2 separate regions of the Bombyx mori genome follow, and region 1 is linked to region 2. A link is a contact called in public Hi-C data. All regions are on one chromosome and are shown on one strand. The core of a region is the stretch at or near the end of the contact, and the rest is flanking DNA. Distances in the headings are between cores, read along the strand shown.

Evidence for each region. A called contact is a pair of places that touch in the nucleus more often than the background predicts.
Region 1: a Hi-C map of middle silk gland shows a contact between it and region 2, with 1.9 times the contacts expected there. The contact joins two enhancer-like sites.

What each region holds. Positions count from the first base shown.
Region 1 is chr21:2,277,611-2,280,905 of ASM3026992v2, reverse strand. It overlaps LOC101744982 (importin-11), which reads right to left. Exons shown (of 17, transcript XM_021347628.3): 11 at 2,399-2,602; 12 at 1,426-1,618; 13 at 764-1,016. Among protein-coding and RNA genes, the nearest start is that of LOC101744982, 9.4 kb to the right of the region's middle. Within about 2 kb of position 1,940, at least 7 of the 8 cell types and tissues checked have open chromatin away from gene starts, as enhancers often do.
Region 2 is chr21:1,843,010-1,846,170 of ASM3026992v2, reverse strand. LOC101739542 (E3 ubiquitin-protein ligase RNF126) reads right to left here. Exons shown (of 7, transcript XM_038018525.2): 5 at 2,833-2,994; 6 at 2,230-2,505; 7 at 248-1,777. The coding sequence ends at 1,623. Among protein-coding and RNA genes, the nearest start is that of LOC101739542, 6.4 kb to the right of the region's middle. Within about 2 kb of position 1,475, at least 5 of the 8 cell types and tissues checked have open chromatin away from gene starts, as enhancers often do.

The sequences.
Region 1 (3,295 bases), core at 691-3,190, 430 kb before region 2:
CAATAAGTATTTGTTATACTTATTTATCAAAGCTACCTACGGTATAAAAGTTCGGATGTCTGATAGCTACTGTTACAACACACGTGAGACGTCGACCTCAAGTGCCAGGTCCGGTGGCGTCACGGCGACTACAAGCGTCGGTAACCGTATAACCCTGTATAGACAAAGAGCTTGCTTTTCCAAACTAATTTATTTTTAATTTGTATATAACAATCACAATTAATATTTAATATTATTTTTTTTATTTTTTAATAACTAAGGTCATCAATCATGATGCAAATTTCCTGAAACACTATACTAAGTGTGTGGATCGTGACTTGCCTTTATATGGGGAAGTTATAATAGGTTTTTGGATTCGTTGGTTAATAAGGTATAATAGGTTGAAGTCGTCGTGGCCTAAAAGATAAGACGTCCAGTGCATTCGTATGTAGCGGTGCACCGGTGTTCGAATCTCAGGCGGATACCAATTTTTGTAATGAAATACGTACTCACTAAATGTTCACGATTTACTTCCACAGTGAAATAATAACATCGTGTAATAAAAATCAAACCCGCAAAATTATAATTTGCGCAATCACTGGTGCTACCACCACCCTGCCTATATCTGCCGTGAAGCAGTAATGCGTTTCGGTTTGAAGGGTGGGGCAGCCATTGTAACTATACTGAGACCTTAGAACTTATATCTCAAGGTGGGTGGCGCATTTACGTTGTAGATATCTAAGGGCTCCAGTAACCATTTAAGCAATAAATAAATAAAACTCACTGAATGACTCTGATGAGTATGGGCCAGACGACCTTGACCCCGAGGAACGTGTTCCTCTCCGGTAGCGTGACGCTGAGGCATATCTCGGCCATCTTGAGCACGGAGAGCACGCCGTCGGACCTCATGTCGGCCATCATGTCGTCCAGCAGCGACAGGCAGCGGCCGCCGGCGCCCAGCAGGAACTCCTCGGGGCACAGCAGCGAGTACGCCTGCATTATGTACACCACGATGCGGTGGTGCTCCGTCGATTGCTCTGTAACGACGGACATCGGACTGGCTGGGGCACAATTGTACGACGGCATCCTACAACTTAACCTTGTATGTAGTAACTTTGTTAACAAACATCGGTTTTTTTTCCTTCCTGATAGCCTTGGAAGGCTATTTCACCTTAACTAGTAGGTGAGCTCATTGCATAGTTGAGTGGACGAGCTCACAACCCCTCTTGAGATATGAGTTCTAAGGTCTCAGTATAGTTACAACGGCTGCCCCACCTTTCAAACCGAAACGTATTACTGCTTCACGGCAGAAATAGGCAGGGTGGTAGTACCTACCCGTGGGGACTCACAAGAGGTCCTACCACCATGTATCTCGACGTCACAGGTTAAAATGGACAGCAGATGGGGTCCTCTTGGTGGGAGCAGTCCGTCGGCATGACCACGTACCTATGATGGGGTACAAGTTCTCGGCGAGCTGTATCGTGGCGGGGTCGGCGCTGGTGGACGTCTCCAGCACGGCGAGCCACAGTTCCAGGGCGTCCTCCAACAAGTACACGTGCGCCGGCTCCGACAGCCGCGTGGACTCGTTGACGACGCTCAGGATCCACGGTCTAATGGTCAGTGTGCAATCGCCCAGCGCCTGGACAATAACATATTTTTAAGTAAACACTAAGTTACCGAGGCCGCTTTAGGCAAGTAGGAAACTGGATGTGCCTTTTTTGTGCAGCAGCAGTAAGGGCCACGAGTAACTTCAACTTAACTCACTCAATCTCACGCGTCAAGTTGAATTTTTTAAGTTCTTTAGAATCGTTGCGATTTCAAACTCGATGAAACGAAAAAATAAATCCATAGTTTTTTTAATACAGCGCCATCTATGAGATTTTTTTAATACTAACGTGTGTATGAAACCTCTTGTAGTGAATTTTAATTTAGGACTATACGTGAAGTTAAAAAATAAATTCACAGAGGGCGCTACCTCATACTAAAAAATATTATTTATAATCTATACTGATATACGAGTCGTCTATTATCAAAGGTGGCAATCTGTACATTTGGACAAAAAAATTTTATTGATATGTCAATACAGATTTATTTGAATATAATCGTCTCCTTCAAAGAATACTTCAAAGAATTTAGGACAAATGTATTTTAATTTTTGAAGGTTTCATTTCTACTGAATTGCACACATATATTATTTTTTTATGAAAATTGTTCAAGATCACATTTTAAATTTTTTTTATTGCCTTTGTAGGCAGACGAGCATACGGCCCACCTGATGGTGAGTGGTTACCGTCGCCCATGGACTTCAGCAATTCCAGGGGCAGAGCCAAGTCGCTGCCTACCGTAAAATACAAAGATGCAAATGATTCGTCAAATATAGTAGTAAGGATAATTTTAGCCGACGGTAGAGGGGACGTACCTTGAGCAGGTGCACGAGGGCGGACAGTGCGGCGGCCCGCAGCATGTTGTGCTGGTGCGCGGCGGCGTGGTGCCACAGCTGCGGCAGGTAGGCGGTGAGCGACCCCGCGCCCCCGCCCCGCGCCACGCCCGCCCCGCAGCGCTCCGTCACGCACGACACCACGTGCAGCACGTGCATCTTGGTGTCGCACTCCTCCGACTCCACCTGCACACGCGCCGCGCGGTGTATTGTAGTGGAATTCTCTATTTAACTTTAATTCTAATCTTTCTTTTTTTCACGTGGAAGGAAAGAGAAGTCGAGGAAGATTGCCAACCAGGTGGACGGACATGGTCAAGGAGGCCACAAACACCAGCGTCCCGGGCGCCATTAAGCAGGCCGAATGCAGGCAACTTGGAGGAAGCTAGAGCAAAAACTGGACCAAGGTGGTCACTACCTTCAGTAATGAGGAAATGACAAAGAAGAAGAAGATCGGCTCTAACTTTGATAAGAATTGCTTGCAAAGTAACTTTTTTCAATAGGTACACTTTTATTAGCTTCAGACGTATGTATGTTAGTATGTAACAGAATCTTTAAACATGATTTTGACCCCCTTCAAAACGTCGGATTAACTCGAAATTTGGGATACTTATTAAGGAAAAATGACAATTCAATATAAAAAAAATGAAAAATAAATAATAGTTTAAAAAACTAACAAAATACGCTTTTATAGAAAATCCAACTGAAAAATAGAAAATAAATTTTAATAAATTTGAATTAAAAATAGGGTAAGAAAAAATTCTTTTATTGTAAAAAAAAAAAAGCGTGGGGTGCTTTTCAGGATATTATCTTAATAACCCTTCTACTCATATCTGTTCATAAAATATTTATAACTACTGATACCATGCATAATTTCTAGAG
Region 2 (3,161 bases), core at 226-2,725:
TTCAATATTTCATTTCACTTAATATTAATTTTACAAAAATATTGTCTTTTTAAATCATTCATTTAATTTTTTTTCATTGATGACAGCCGCAACGTAGAACCTTTCTTTTAAAGTCTAGTTTCTCTTATAATGAATAATATCCCATATTTATGTTAATTGCTGTATAACTAACTGTTTAAGATACTTGTTACTCTGCAGAGCTGAGGTATCAGTTAATGTATATGTTATTAAATAATAAACAGCAAAATTCAATTAATAAATTTTGTATTTTGTTTCATTTTATTATTACAAATATGATTATTGCTTTTTGTACGCATCAATACTTCATTACGATGGTGTTCTCAAACCGCATTTCAAAAAATAAAATATTTACATAACCATGTATTAGAGAAATTAAAATAATCATTAAAATTTTCATAAAGCTAACGCTTAATGTTCAGATATTTTAAAATTTTATGTATTAATATTTATTTATTTATTTTACACAATCCATAATAACAATACTTTACAAAACACAAACAAAAATTATATACTAGAGTCAAAGTTTCAACCGTTTCTTTAATACATTTACAATCCATGTTACTTCAGCATTAAAGGCCCTAACTTACGATGCATATTTACATAATTTACATGACAAAAAGATTACTAAAAATAAAAACAATTGAACCATGACTCTTCTACATACAATTTTATTTATTACGTGAAACGCGTGTTTACGAAATCACAAACAATTCAATAATTTAAGCTCAGCTTGAAAATCTCACAATTTTTATTTATTAGCTTACACGGGTGACAAGCTCAGGACCCACCTGATGGTAAGTGGTTACCAGAAGCCATAGATATTACAACGTAAACGCCGCCAACCAACTTTAGATATGAGGTCTAATTCTCAATTGTGCTGCATAACACTTTCTCAAACCTTCAAATCGGAATACATTACTGCTTCACAGCAGAATTAGGCAGATCAGTAATATCAGCCCAGGCGGGCTTACATTACGCACTACCACCAGTAAAACATTAACATTAATTCACTATACAAGATATAGATCGTTTAGATCTGTCACAGTCATAAAAAAATATTTAGCACACAATCTTAACACAACAAGTCCACGTCAGTTATATTCAACCCCAACTATTACATTACATTAAACTAGTTACATTTAATATAGTATAACAATTTCATTAACTATTCTATTTATAACATTTTTATTGACACAATTTCGATAATCACAATTGACTGACGTGGAAAACCTCAAAATGTCGATTTCAACAAACCTGTATCAAATCGACACAAGTTATAAACTCATTAGTTATGTGCACTGTGAGATTTTCACACCGAGAGTTGTCCCACACTACGCCACACATATAGTAGTGTCAATAACGTCACAGATGAAAGGCACGATTCCCAACATTCACAGGATCCACTACGGCAAACACTAGAGATCAGCTCGGCGTCACCATGAGCACTCAACGACTAGTTCACACCGACTCACACTCGCGCACAGTACGTCTCATCGCGTTCGCCGCATCGGCATCGACAGTTCACGTGACAATCGCGTCGTTTTCGATCATAACAATACATATCTTCTGCGGCACGAACGACGCCACGGCCGAGCCTGCAGTTAGTCGTAGTCGATGTCCATGTTGTACCGGTCCGAGCCGAGCGACGACGACGAGGTGTCGGGCCAGCCGGAGCCCGACGAGCCCGAGTCGAAGCCCGAGAGCGTCACGTGCGCGCCCGTCGCCTGCATCATCTGCTGCAGCGCCGCCGCGAAACCTAGAACCATCAAATATATTATATAATATTTTACACTATGAATATTGTAAGTATAGATAGGGGATTGTTTAATAATCAAATGTTTGAAATTAAACTGAATAGTAATCAAAAATTTGTAGCTATTTAAAGTATTTAGATTTGTCATGAAAAATGCTCTATCACCATTCTGTTAATAAGTATAAAATTGTAGTTTTAAAAAAGGTTTTTTTTATTGCCCTTGTAGGCAGACGAGCATACGGCCCACCTGATGGTGAGTGGTTACCGTCACCCATGGACTTCAGCAATGCCAGGGGCAGAGCCAAGCCGCTGCCTACCGCAAATAGTTTTTATTTATTTTTAGAGAGTAAATAGTTTTTATTTTTTTCTAATGCAAATCCTATTTGGTTTTTGCATAATAGTTTTATGTTCGTAACATTTATGTTGCGAATTATAATCAGGAAGATGATACACACCAGACCGAGCATTGATTGAAGCTATTGACGGAGTACTACTGGCCGTAGACGTGGGCGGTTGCGTGGGCGGTAGCGGCGGTTGCTGGGTCGTGGCGGTGGCTGTGGTGTCTGTGGTGGTGCTTGTGGTATTGGTGATGGCTTCAGTATCGGCAGGCGGAGGATCTGCTGGGAGCAGCGAGCGCCGACAGATGGGACAGGTGGCGTGTAGCTGCAGCCACGGGGAGATACACGACGAGTGGAACAGATGCTCACATTCTAACCGCGATACTGTCTCGCCTGAAATGTGAATTACATATTTTGTTAACTTATCTTGATTAGTCACTGTTGATAGTTGTTACAAATGGCAAAGCTATTAATCCTAATTCATTCCTAAATCATAAGTAATATTAAGTAAAAAACATTTTATGCCTTACTACAAAAATTGTAAAAGTTTCACTCTTAATTATGTAAATTGATAAAAATATATTCATATATTCATGATGGTAATAATCAGTTCAGTAGGTTATTTATTTATTTTTTGTTAAATTTGTGAATGAGCTCACATATCATTCTAGCTATTTCATGCTATAGGATCTTAAATTGAGATGCTTGTGTTTTACTAACCTGTTTCAAAATTTTCCCAGCACACTGAACAAGCAGTCCCTTTAGCAGCATGATCCTCCGTGAGTATCTCCTGTGGTAATGCGGCTAGCTGATCCCGTGGTAGAGGAGGAGGCCCTGAGTTCTCCAACTGGCCTAGAAGTTGTGTTACTACTGCGTCTAAGCCTAATAACAAATTTAGTCTTTTAATCTTCATGAAAGCAATATCTAACAAAGTATTAAAACTTTATTGTTGTTAAATCTTTTCCATCTTCATTAAAGCAGTCTCAAAATGTATTCTATGAATGTAACAATTTAAAACCTTCCTTATGGATGTCAAGGCATTTTAGTTT